Regions from separate parts of the Danio rerio genome. Here region 1 is linked to region 2. Evidence: chromatin contacts called from public HiChIP or PLAC-seq data. All regions are on one chromosome and are shown on one strand. The core of a region is the stretch at or near the end of the contact, and the rest is flanking DNA. Distances in the headings are between cores, read along the strand shown.

Evidence for each region. HiChIP or PLAC-seq counts read pairs in DNA pulled down with a chosen protein or histone mark.
Region 1: an H3K4me3 HiChIP or PLAC-seq map of pancreas shows a contact between it and region 2, with 10 times the contacts expected there. The contact joins the enhancer-like site here to the promoter of tmem170a in region 2. A contact is called at or near these places in 8 of 18 Hi-C or Micro-C datasets (caudal fin, embryo, hematopoietic stem cells and 2 more) and 4 of 4 datasets of contacts at active chromatin or transcription factors (caudal fin, embryo, gastrula embryo and 1 more).

What each region holds. Positions count from the first base shown.
Region 1 is chr18:24,070,117-24,076,975 of GRCz12tu, reverse strand. bcar1 (BCAR1 scaffold protein, Cas family member) reads right to left here. Exons shown (of 7, transcript NM_001135133.2): 5 at 4,685-5,893; 6 at 3,835-3,921. Among named protein-coding and RNA genes, the nearest start is that of nudt21, 53 kb to the left of the region's middle. Within about 2 kb of position 4,940, at least 4 of the 62 cell types and tissues checked have an H3K27ac peak or open chromatin away from gene starts, as enhancers often do. A contact at or near this core is called in pancreas and skeletal muscle, where this site is marked.
Region 2 is chr18:23,800,772-23,808,210 of GRCz12tu, reverse strand. tmem170a (transmembrane protein 170A) reads left to right here and starts at 3,037. Exons shown (of 3, transcript NM_200689.2): 1 at 3,037-3,419; 2 at 6,471-6,641. The coding sequence starts at 3,284. cfdp1 (craniofacial development protein 1) reads right to left here and starts at 1,557. Exons shown (of 7, transcript NM_001100035.1): 1 at 1,351-1,557; 2 at 466-598. The coding sequence starts at 1,417.

The sequences.
Region 1 (6,859 bases), core at 3,691-6,190, 270 kb before region 2:
CAGTAGCGTCGCTACAAGTAGTGATGCTTCTAGCTTAACTACATTTCTCAGTAGTGTGGAGGTAGTGTCGCTACTTTCTAAATCAAATAGCTTTTCACTAGCAAAGCTATTTTTTTAGTCAAGTAGCGCAGTAGCATCCACACAAACTACATTTATTGATCGCAGATCAATAAGGCTATGTTCACACTGCAGGCAAATGTAGCCCGAATCGAATTTTTTCCCCCTCATGTGACTGAGGTAATGACAGTGTGAACAGTCCAAACCGCATGGAATCTGATCTTTTCTATTCAGATTTGTGCCACTTTCAATATAGCCTCAAATCAGACACAGATCTGATGTTTTGCAATGCGACCACAGTGTGAACGGTTATGTTGGATCTTATGTGACTTTTACGTAATCTTCGAGCAACAAACGTCATCATTCTGTGCTGCAGACATCATCTACTCCTCAGCAGCATAGTAGAATGGCACACAGGGCGATTACAGTACCACAGAAAGTTGGTTGTTAAATTTGAAAAGGATTTTGAAGGCAAAACTGGTGCTTGTTAACTAATCTGGTTACGATTAAGGCATGGGTTGATCGCTAAGATGAAGAGCATCATGGGTGTTGCGGCTAGGGGATATGTGCAAAGGACAGGGAACTTTCTCTTCGATAGAAAAAAGGGCAGGTGCTCGAGCACTCAAACCCCCCTTCTGCATGTGTCTGTTGTTTATAATGAAGTAAAATTAAATAACTCTGCAAACAGATATAAACCAACTCCGCCTTCACAGTTTAGTCTGCGGCTGCTCATTAACCCTTTATGAGTTTAATAGACCTGTGGTCAGAGCACCACATACTATTTTAGGTCTCAAATGCCGAAATACACATAAGCAGTAGCAGAACAACCCTTTACCATTTATGAAATACACCACGGTTGTCTGTAAAAAGGGTAATAATCATATAAGCATGATCTGACAACGTGCTCACTTCATACAGTATACACGTGTCCACATTTTTTGCTCTCCGTAATGTACTTTTGCACATGCGGGTGAGTTTAGGACCATGTTCTGTTCACACTGCAAATCTGATATTGGCCACATTTATAAGAGCAGTGTGAACAGCCATGCAAAAAAATCTGATTTGAGCACTAAGCCTTGCAGTTTGAATGTAGCCTGAGTGACGGTACGGACATTCACAGAGCTGTAAGGCTGCTGTTTAGCCGATGAAAGTAAATCCATATGATAATTAGAATGGCAAAATCTTCTTCTTGTTTTGGTGCGTTACTGCCTCATCTCACTTTGGGCTGTGTTTCCCAAACGACGACGTAACTAATATAGTACGCTGCATCATTTGGGAAAAGAGCGATGTAGTGACGAGTGTTTCCCAAAGGCCATAGTTTCTCTGCTGCAGATCCATTGTTTAAACCACTTTAGTTTTAACGTAAAAAGCCCATAATGATGCTCTAAACGGGGAGGAGTAACTACTTCTTTAGAGAAGAACCCCATCATTTCTTTGTGCAAATTATATTGTTTTACATGCTCACTCAATATAAGTTTTGGTAAAAACATGCACTCGTTTTCCATATTAATTGAAATATATGTAAATGGCACATATTGGGCCTGTGTTTCCTTTGCAAATATTGGGAACATTACATATTCTATTCTAAAACATAAAGCCACTTACAAAAGCTAACACGTATTCTAATATCATATATAAATCATATAAATAAATAAATAAATAATGAGGCGATTTATTCAAAAATGAAAATTAATATTTATTATTTATTGGGAAATGAAAAAAAAATCCTACTTTAATAATAATATTAATAATATTAATGATGATGATGAGGATTATTAAGTAGGATATTGTTTAATTATTTTAATTTTTTTTTGAAAAGTTTACAATTTGACATGCAAACCACTGCAGAAATGTTCTAATCAACAGGCCCATGTCATATACAGTACAGATACTTAATAAATAACCTACTATAAATTAAAAGCATTATTGTATGCTGTGTTTTTTGCTTTCACAAGCTTTGGAGATGTAGCCTCAATTCCACTTTTAAATAATAGGTCACCTATAGCTTTCGTCATAAGCAACGGCTGTGTTCAAAATGACACCAATGTTTTCAAAATGCACTGCGAAGGGTGGTCAGTTGTAAACATGAATATCGCTAAAACTGAACTGTAAAAATACAATGAAAGTAAATAACACCTAAGAGTGATGACTTTAATACTTTTTTTATAATTAGAAGTTTAAATGTTCGAATGTTCTAAATGAATAGAGTATAGGGGGATAACTGGGAATAGAACAAAGCCTATTCTGGAGAATTAGAAGAGCTGTAGCTGCTTCTAACTACAGCTCCAGAGGTGTAGTTGCAAGTATACAAGTTTGCGACGCAGTTTGCGAAGGTTCGTTGGAACGATGGATTTGGGAAATGGCAAATCAACAAACTGTGTATAACGACACAACTTGCGACCTTAGTTGGCTAACGATGGTTTTTAGAAACACCCCCAGGATGGTAAAGTCACCAACCAAATAGGCTAAAGACAACGAGAGGAGTTATTTCTGAAGCAGGATTCCTCGTGACCATACCTCGAGAAGTACATGTTAAGATGCAATAATGTTAATTCTGATGCTGTGCTTAAAAATACTTCAGTAATATTAAGTACTATAATGTTTTTGAACTAAACAGTGAAGTACTCAAATAAAATTTTTGTGGTAGTTTTTATTTAACTTTTTATTTTTTAATTATTGTGGTACTTTTTTATTAAACATATAATATAACATTATGTATATATGTTTTTGCAATTCATTAATAAATAGTTATATATATATATATATATATATATATATATATATATATATATATATATATATATATATATATATATATATATATATATAAAAAAATATAAATACAATATAATGCATATTCCTAAATATTTCCCTTTACTATAAATAATGTAGTATTATAAATGTGTAACACCTAGTTTTATTGGATTTTTTTGTTTTTGGTCTAATACTTTGTTTCTGTTTGGTACATAATATAGTTTGCAGTAAATAACTGAATTAAACAATTATGCCTCATGTTTCATTGATAGTTTTATTAATCACTGAGGTATGACTGACTTAGATTTAAGTTGCTTCGATTTAAAAATTAAAATTGCAAAAATAGCTTAGATGTAGTTAATCTACTTTTGCCAAGTAGCTTTTAGCTTAGTTTGTGCCATTTCCCAGGCGGTAGCTTTTCGTGTAGTTAAGCTACATTTTAGGGAGAGTGGCTAATAGCTTAGGTCACTACAATTTTCAAGCAGCTTGCCCAACGCTGTAAATAAATTACATGTATACATACAAAAAAAGTATATTTAAATTCAAACAAAACAGTGTAAAAAATCCTGGTTGCCTTAAATTTTTAAGCTGAATCAAATGAGCCTTTTGAGTCCATTGAACTATTATGTTAAACTGACTTAAAACAGCTTTTTAACTTTTAAACTTTTTAATAAGTTTAATATTTTACAATAACCTAAAACATGCTGTCAGGACTAATTGATCATATAAATTTTACAGTGTAGTAATAATAAGTCAAAGCTTAGCAAAATTAGCATAAGGTTTTTAAAAATTAGTATAATGTAAAATTTAAGTGGCTTAACAAGTGAGCATCATTAAATATGTTATTTTTTCATTAAACTCTAAATCAGCTGTATTTATACCCCTTGGCATATTTATGGGCATTTACGTTTCAATTAATCATGTTCTAATATAGTTTAAGTGATTAAAAATGGAATGTCCTAACGTTATGAAAAATGATGTTGTGTATTATTATAACATAAAAGGTGTTATAGTCTCGCATACCTGTTGCTGTTCAAGCTGAGTCTTATTTTGTTTGATGCTCCCTTTTTCCAACAGCTGTCTTTGGTTCTTCTCAAACTCTTCTTTACCCTAAAATAGAAAAAAAAAATTACTTTATGAATGAATGGATACTGGGTCGACTAATTGTAAAGCTTTTTAAATCCAAAAAGGTAGGCCACAATTTGTTTTCTATCAAACGAGCAAAGGTTTTTGTTAATTATCTGTGCACTGATTCATATTAAAAAGATAAACCTTCACTATTAGTCACAACTGGAATGTTTCCACCATATTTTTCACAGTGTGTGCTGAAACGCTTCTTTTCACTCCACAGGGGGGCAGCATAACATTACAGTGAAACTCAACACAGCCATTTTTGGCTGTTGAAAAGATTACAGAAGTCAGACTCTTAATTAAACATACCTCCTCTGATTTTTAACCCAAGTGGAGGTTTCAAATGAAACAAAAATCAATAAAAAATAAATGTTTTAGGTGATGAAGTAATCTGCCTTGAGCATATAAAATAAATAAGTTTTTTTTTTTTTTTTAAAGGAAAATATCAGTTACACAGAAAGCCTGAAAGACTAAAAAATGCCCCTATGACTAAACTGTGGTCATTTATCTGCACAGTTTCCGTGGAAGTTTTGACACAATGACAGGCAACAGCTGGTGCTAAAGGAAGATGTATGTGGGCTTTAAGGAAAAGCAGGTCTGCACATGCAATCAAGGTGATTGATTAAAGGCCTGAGGCTTGACACAGTGGGGATTACAGGCAGAGCCCATATAAGGATGGCATGCAGACCAATGAGAACATACAACTAGAAAACCAATCTGAAGATTTTTGTATTTAGCATACCTGTAAATGGACATAGTCGTAGTCCTCCATCCAACCCTCCTCTGTTGTCTCATACGGCCTATCTGGAGCCTCCTCCTCGGCTGAGAATTTGGGAGGGGAGGGTAATGGACGGGACTGGATGTTGGCCCTTTCTGGTGTCCCTGACTGATAGGCTGAGATGTTGTTATTATTGGTCAGCGAGTCACCGGTATGAGGAACAGGTGGCAAAGGAAGCTGCTGCTGCTTGTTTGTCCGTTTGAAGAGCAAAGAGGCATTGCCATGGAGAAACGATGCTAACTGCTTGGTGTCATCAGGTACACCACGTGCACACATGATCAGCCGGTCCAGGTCATCCCCACCTGTGCCTGGCTGAGATGTCATCAGGGCTGCAGGGGACCAGCCCAAAGTGTCCAGTGCCTGACTGTACCTCACCAGACCTTGGAAGGCCTCCTCCATCTTCTGCACCTGCTTGCCAAGCTTGGTCTGCAGTGTGCGGTCGGTGGCCTGGGTGGCATTGGCTACAGCACCTCTAGCGAATTCCAGCAGGTCCCTGACTGCCACACGGATGCGGTCCACGGCCTGTCGGATGGCAGGGAGGTTGGACTCCATCTGAGTGGAGCTGCGCCAGTTTCCACTGATGAACGACATGAGGAGAGAAACGGAGCTCTCCACAGCCTGTTGATGACGGGACAGACGCTCCATAGCCTGGTCCAGATCCAGGAGCAGCAAGCGACCTGGCCCAGAAGATTCCCGCACTGGCACCATGTCTAAAGAGGACGTGGAGAGATTACTGCGAGTGCTTCCAGTGCTGGACGCTGACAGCCGTTTGAAGCTGACCGTGAGCTCCTCGGTGGCCGCTGCATCACGGACCACCTGTGGAGGCACATCATACACGTAATCGCCTGAATCTTCGCCTGCTGGGCGCTCACGAGGGAAGTCGTACACATCTGTGGGGTGGTGGTCCTGTGGGCCACCTTTTCGCAGGCTGGCAGGGATGTCGTAGATCTCCTGGCCCTCAGGCTGTCGTTTTCCTATTAGCTGAGGAGGAGGAACATCATAGACATCCTCTGGTATGGGAGGCTCGGGACCGCCAGGGATCTGAGACAGATAGGCTTGGTTCTGATTCTCCAGGCTCTTCATCTTGGCAAAATGAGGAGGAACGTCGTACGTTTCCTCCCTGATTGGACCATCTGGAACGTCTTTGCTGACAGATGGAGGAATGTCATATACCTGTAAAAAGAAATAATGTGTTTACCAAAACAAGCCTCCTATAATCATAACTGAAGTCATTAGTGATCTGATTGTTACATTTTTGGTTCATATAAGTTGAGTGTAAGCCATTTTAAAGGTTTCAAGGGAATTTAGGTGTTACACCCTTATAATATAAAAACATATATAAATGAACAAACGGATTGCATTTGAGATTTGCCAAAGAGTTGATCTTTAAAACTTCAATTATGCAACAGTTAAATATTATTTCAAGCATTAGATGTTAGCAAGCATTAATTAATGTAAAAATACAGTGGTCCCTCGCTATGATGCGGTTCACATTTTCGCAGCCTTGTAGTTTCACTGATGTTTTCAGTGTGTTCTGCGTCCTGATTGGTGCATTGTGTTCTGCACCCTATGACAGATGTATTTAGACCATTGTCAATCAATCTTCTCCATGCCGTGTCTCCTGTACAGTAAAGAATGCGTTCAGCTTGCCAAATGTACATAAATCTTTGATCACTAGCAGTGTGACTCTTAAGTGCTGTACTGTATGTTTGGAGTATTTCTCCCCAACAAACCCCACAAATGTTGACGAAACATTCAGCACCATCAAAGGCACTCAAAAGGAAGATGCTAACCATCGAACTAAAAGTTGGACTTCTGGACATGCTAAAACAAGGATAGAAGTTATGCGGCTGTAAGGCGCCATTACGGAATAAATGAAGTAACATAAAGAAGGAAAAAAGTAACATATGGACGACAGCAGAAATAAAGTTCAACAAGGATGCAAAAGGGTTGTAACTGTCCACAACAAGACCACCGTAAGGAGTCTGCTTTAGTTTTGTGGATCAGTTACTGCAGTTGGATTTATTCTATAGTACTGGACGAAGGTTTGAACTTTGCGTTTTTAAACAAGAGAAATAAGTGTGAAAATGTTAATGCCTCTCTTAGAAAAGTGTATAAAGTGTGTAGTGAGGGGTTTTA
Region 2 (7,439 bases), core at 1,788-4,287:
AACTTCATTATATTTATAATACTTTGATGCATCACTTGCTTTTGTTCATATCACGGACAGTTTACCTAATAAAGTTTATTAAAATATTAATAACAAGAGAACATGGGCTGCTCTCCAAAAGCAAAAAAGATAAAATTTACATTAGTTTATTTGCTATAAATGCTCATGAAATTGATATGAAGAAAAATGTAACACAATCTAAATGTTAAGGATTTAAATTAGATTATAAATATAATTTATTTAATTTAATTAAAAATAATGTAGTTATTATCTTAATTTGTCATGAATGGTTTTAAATATACAGTAGCATAGTGTAGCGTACTTTGTGAATATGCTTGGTTGGTGCCGATAAAACCACCACATCAAACCTGCAGCTCCTTTATAAAATTACAGTAAATTGCAAATCACAATTTTGATTAGATAAATCGCAAATAGATTTTCTTTCTCCAAATCGGGCAGCCCTACCTCATATGGACATCTGCTTTACTTTTCTTCTTTTTCTTTGTTAAATTTTCCGGCGTCTGCCGGTCGTGATCCTCCCCTTCCAGCGCATCCTCCTTTACACAATCATTAATGTCATCCTCACTCAAGTTATCATCTGATCAAAGAAAAAAATGAAATAAATGTAAATAAAATCACGACAATGAGACAAAACAAACATGCAAACATAGTATTTACTGCAGCATAGACATTTGAAAGGACAATGTATAATATATGTAATATAATATTTAAAAATAATATGAAAAATGCCAAACGTCCCTTTCAATAACTCAAGATTAAAGTATATTTACAACTCTTGGGAGCAGTACAATATGAAGTAGCAGATTTCCAACTCCATTGACCTTCATTTCTCTATATACTGTTAGTTAAAATCTTTCTAATATTTTCCATAGTTAAAAATGAGTATTTTTTCCTTCTTAGTACCAGTTTGTAATTATTATGAAGATTAAGACAGTTGCCCAACAGCATGTATGATTGTTTACATCTTTGTCATCACTCTTACTGCCAGGTGAACATCTTTCAAAAACTAACGTATTAATAGTTACTTAAATATGAAAACATTATAATGCAGGGGTCTTCAAAGAGGGATATGAATATCTCACACACAATGTATGTAAACAGATGTATGATTTTCTAGATAATTATTTATAAATGAAAGCAAAGTATGAGCATTATCAATGTATTCGTTTTATTTATTTGTGCCTGCATATTAAATAAAAACGATGTAAACAGGGGGACAGTATAGGTATACATATACAAAGAACAGTCGAGTTAGCTTAGCTACATCACTACTCTTTCATATATATATATACAACCATGCTAATTTCATGCTAAACATCTTATCGTTACCTGAAGGGACATAGTCTTCATCTTCGTTTGATGAATAACCATCCGAGTCGTAATCTGAATAATTCATTCTTGTGTCGTACGTGCAGTGCGCTGTAGAATTAGCTGCTAAATCAGAGAAAAACTCCAAAAAATACTTGCAAGAAACACTGGGGCTAACCAGCTAGCTTTGAACAAACGTGTGGTTGCTTTACTAAAAGCCCAGCATGTTAGCTTGCTAGCTTCATCCGATCGCTAAAAGAGCGACTCAACGGCTCATCGTCAGCCTCCAGGCTCGTCGTTTCTTTCATCTTCAAGTCCTTGAGCTAAAATTAAAGACACAATATTTAGAAAATGTTTTTTAACAACAACAATATCAACAAATATTCAACCAAACGGTAGTAAAGCATTGTATATTGTGTAATTAATCTAAAGATAACGAACCACAATATATATTATAGGTTGTTTTGATTGTATTCTGTTGTATTAAACTTTTTAATGTTTATAATATTTCTAATTATGTAATTAAAGGTAAATATATTCTTAAGGTTAGCAATAATAACAGCACAGAGTATACAAAAAATAATAATTAAAAATCTATAAATACACCAATATATTCTGTTACAAATTATTTATATCTTAAAAAAACGTTCAAATCATGTTCTAAAACGGACAAAAATACAACAACAACAATAATAATAATAATAGGGATTATTATGACCATTGTTATATTAGTAAAGAATTAATATAATATATAGTTATTAAAATATAATATATAATTATTAAAATAAAATTATCAATAATAAGGATTGTTATGACCATTGTTATATTATTCATTCATTTTCTATTCGGCTAAGTCACTTTATTAATTCAGGGTCACCACAGTGGAATGAACCGCCAACTTATCTAGTACGTTTTTATGCAGCGGATGCCCTTCCAGCCGCAAACCATTTCTGGGAAACATCCACACACACACACTCATTCACACACATACACTAGGGACAATTTAGCCTACCCAATTCACCTGTACCAAATGTCTTTAGACTGTTGGGGAAACTGGAGCACCTGGAAGAAACCGACGCGAACGGAGGGAGAACATGCAAACTCCACACAGAAACGGCAACTGACCCAGCCGAGGATCGAACCAGCGACCTTATTGCTGTGAAGCGACAGCACTACCTACTATGTCACCGCGTCACCCATTGTTATATTAGGAAAGTTTTAATATAATATATAATTTTTAAAATATATAATATGTAATTATTGAAATAAAATAATAATAATAACAATAGGGATTATTATGGCTATTGTTATACTAGTAAATTATTAATATAAAATATAATTATTAAAATGAAATAATAATAATAATAATAATAATAATAGGGGTTATTATGGCCATCGTTATATTAGTAAAGTATTAATGTAATATATAATTATTAATATAAAATATAATAATAGAGTATTAATATAATAGATAATTATTAAAATATAATAATAATAATAATAATAATAATAATTTACAAATAACAAAAGAGTAAATAAAATAAAAAAAAAATAAAACATCAAAAAAATCCTTGAGGAACACAGAAACAAATCCATCCATATGATTTTTAAGTCCAGTATTACGGCAACCGTTCAGGGACATACCACACAAACCCTTCAAGTCCCGCCCACAAGCCCGTAGCAAATCGCAGGTGACAGCGAGATAATCTCAAACCAACAACAGTAGTGGTGGATAAAACCATCATTCATATCGATTTTTGATCGGTGTTGCAGATCGTCTGTAGATTAATAGTGCTTTTAGCTAAATGACAGCAAATCCGCACAGTCATCGGCTTTTGCGGTTTGAAACGAGCTTCTTGCAGATGGACGAGCATCTGTGCTAAAAACAAACGCTCCGCTAAAGCCCACCTTCCCTTTCTAATGCTGTTATTCGGCTTTGATACTTCTGTTACGGATGATCGAAGCGTTGATCGTTGGAGAAATGCAGGACGTGCAGATTGGATTCGTCAAGCAGATCCTCAGTTTGAATTTGGTGCCCAGGTCTAATAACACCACCTGCGGGAACAACACCTCTCTGTGCGACTTCTCGGGTGAGTTTTAACGCCACCGCCGACAGCACACATCAGCATCGACCGGCTCATATTTATGCTGCTGAAACTCTTTTGCTGTTGTGTATGTTCTCCATTACACCGAAGCCGACATTCAGCTTTCAGACTGGAGATCTGTTAGCATCTAATGCTAATGTGTTAGCTTGACCGCCTAGTTATACGTTTATTTGGATTCTTGTGTTTGTTGTAATGGTGGTGACATTGGTGGGATCTGTCTGTAGTTTTGTTGGTGTGTCTTGTTCAAATCGTCGTTCTGTATGTGTTGTTCTGTCGGCTTTATATGTGGGACATTCTAACTTACCAGAAACGTAGATTATGTGTCCCTGAAACCCTTGTTGTGCTGTAAATTTAAAATGTATTTTAAAAAAGAACTTCAGAAATAGCAAGTTTAAGTTTTCATCATTCCCATCAGTTGATTAAAAACATGAAATTATAATTAAATTCTACAAATAAATACCTTTTTACGATTGTCCCCATGTTTCTATCAGTCCTGTCACATTTGCATTACATTTAACATAAAATGCGTGCAATACACCTTTAAGGCTGTGACTGAATTGACATCATTTGATGGAGGTGAAGCTGACAATGATCAACAATACATTCTATCATTGAATTGTATGATTTTATGTTTTTGGATGATTTTTTTGAGGATGACAAGCTTAAAGGTCGGGCCCTGTCACATTTCTTATAAGAGAAAATATCCGTTTCTGTTAGAATATCCCATCTATCTCTGTCTTTCTATCTATCAATTGATTCATCATTCATATAATTAAGGTTAAAGTTGGTTTTATGTTAGCACGTTTGTTTATTTTAACAGTCCTTATATTGTTGCACACTAATTTAAATATTTGGTCTGAAATCCTGTTTATGACTTCAAAACAACATTAGCACTGTTCACTTGGCTGTAAACAAAGTTGTACTTCTATAGTCATTGACTGCTGATATATTATCCCTATTTAGAATGTGCAAATAATACTTTGCTGAAATTATGTTCTCAAGGAGAATGTCCTTATGGGCGAATATAAAACTAACTTTACTCCAGTGTTTATTTATCTGTCTGTCTGTCTATATTATATCTATTTCTATCCATTGATTGATCAGTTGTTTATCTATCTATCTACAGGATCAGGGTGTTTATGGGGTCTAAAGTTGGTAAATCGGTTTAGAGAAAATCAAGGCCCTTAAAAAGTATTAATAAATCTTTAATGTTATGTTCCAAAGTTAAATTTTATTTCATCTTTTCATTATACATGTTTATGTATAAGCTAAAAGGTTGCATAAATTAAATTACTGTGTAGGCTAATGACATTCTGTATAGTTTATAGAAAAAAGTTATGAAAGTTTATTCATATTTGTTTTGTCTATTTGTGTAAGTATTCTTTTCTATTTCTCTTCCTAATAAAGCTTACAGAGGGGTAGTAACTCAAATAATTATTTTGTGCATTGTTTCCAATTATTTAGAATTATGTTGTGTCGATAAGGAGTTGTCACAAGCTACGATTGTTAGTTGTGCTTTCTAACAATCAATATCGAGTAAATATACTTTCAAAGGCACCTATGATGAAAATATACCAACTATGTGTAGTTATGTTATGTCCACAAATAGGATCCAAATCGCTCCCATTTTAAGGCCCACCGTAACATGACGTAAGAGTGCGGTTTCCCCACCCACCAAACTGATTGACAGCTGCGTATTAACGTCTTGTAGTAACGCCTAAAATCATATCAACGAGACATGCACAACTGGGATTAAAGATCTGTTGAGCTCTCTGTGATCATCAATCATCATCTAATGTATTTTACAAGTTCATTACAGTGATTTACTTCAGCTTTACTTTATCACCACAGCCGCATGTCAGTACAATTATAAAATAAGTCTAAGAAGACGTTTCAGTCCAGGTTTATGGACGTTTAAATCAGATTTATTTTGCACATTAACATAACGAATATTCATACAGCAGTGTATTAACGTGTATTCTGTCACATTTGTGTGCAAAGTTAAACGTGTGTGCTGTGTGTGTGTCTGCTGTGTGTGTGAACAAGAACTTTGAAACTAAATTTTGTGTGACTCGTCGTTGTCATTAACAGTGTTTACATGGACATCGGTAATCAAATTATTTACATTAGATAATTACATTACATCAAATAATCATTGGGATAGTTCTTACAGTAGTATTTTTCACAATTGTTATGTGAGACCTGCTTCCTTCATGTCTGTCACCGTGCTGTTTATCTGATGCAGCCGAGACAGAGATTGAGGGACACTTTGACAGGCATGTGGGAACAGTGGACGGGGAGAACTAGCATTAAAGGCACAGACAACAAAAACAGCTATAAGATTCTCAGAGCTGAAAATTACAAACTTCTGAAAGCTATAATAAATAATCTGATGGGTGTTTTAAGCTAAAACGTTACAGACACATTCTGAAGACACAAAAGACTTCTCTTAAATCTTAAAAAGGGGTAAAAATAAATGGCCTTTTAGTTATAATGTCACCAATGTTACTGGTTAAAACCAAAAGTTGTTATTAGGTCTTAAAATGTATGGAAAGAGCCTTAGAAAGGCTCAAATGCATCTGTCTGTCTGTCTGTCTAGTTCTGTCAGTGTAGTTTTTCTGTAGTTCTTTGTCAACTGATTGATCAGTCAGTATTATGTCTGTAATTTTGTAGTACTATCTGTCCATATGTTTGTCTGTAATTCTATAAATGTCTGTCTGTCTGTCTGCCATTCTATCTGTATTTTGTCTTTCTACCAGATGATTAATCAGTTAATTTTTATCATCGATAGTTTAATTTGTCTTTGTCTATTGATTTTTCCATTAGTCTTTCTGTCTATAGTTTTGTCTGTCTATTGATTGATCAGACAATCTTTGTCTGTAGTTATCTAGTATCTATCCATCCATCTTTCTAGCCATCTGTCCACCAACTTAGTCATCCATCTGCACACCTGCACAAATGTGTTTGTGTCTCAGCTGTGGGAAAGTTTGACAGACTGTTGGCTGATCTTCAGGTCTGAATGTGTTTCATTGACAGAGATGTGGTATGGCGTGTTCCTGTGGGCCGTCGTCTCCTCATTGATTTTCCACCTGCCTGCTGCCCTCCTGGCTTTGGCAACCCTCCGCAGGCATAAGGTGGCACGATTTTTTCCACTCGGTATCCTGCTCATGGGCATCATCGGCCCGCTGTTCGGAGGCGTTCTTACTAGTACGTGGCTTTACATCTTAAATGTGACATGATGATATATAAATAAATAATGTTGATGTTTTTATATATATATATATATATATATATATATATATATATATATATATATATATATATATATATATATATATATATATATATATATATATTTTTTTTTTTATTTATTTTTTTTTTTTTCCCTGATGTTTAACTATTCTACTTTAAAGATGGAGGTGCAACATGATTCAAGTTATTTTCTCTTCATTAAAACCCTGCTAAACCATCTATTCCAAATGCACCACACAAAAAGTTGTCACAACACATACTTTAGATTTTCCTGGCAAACATAAAAATCAGTCTGTAGGCTTTCATAGATAAGGTAGGAACTGAGGAATGTCTCATTTTTAAAGTTTTATTATAAGCTGTTCACATATTGGCAGAATATTTTTTTTTTTTGGTTACTATTTCTGTGTATCTGAAATCACAAAAGAAAATTTAATATAATAAAACGTAACTGAATTATTAAGGCCAGCATTAAATATTAATAATAGCAAAATATAACTAAGTATAATAATCATTCATTCATGATCTAGGAATAAATTATTAAAACTCTGCTCTCTAGTGTTTTTTATTCTACAACACATTGTTTTTAGTTTTAAATTGTACTTTGTATTTACCAATCTCATGCTTAATACAAGGACAGAAATATTTTTTGTGAAATACTGTAGCTCTTATTATATTAGAAAATAATGACATATAATACTAATTAAATTAGAGAAAAAAGTATTAAGGCTTTCACAAACATAGAAATTAAGAAAT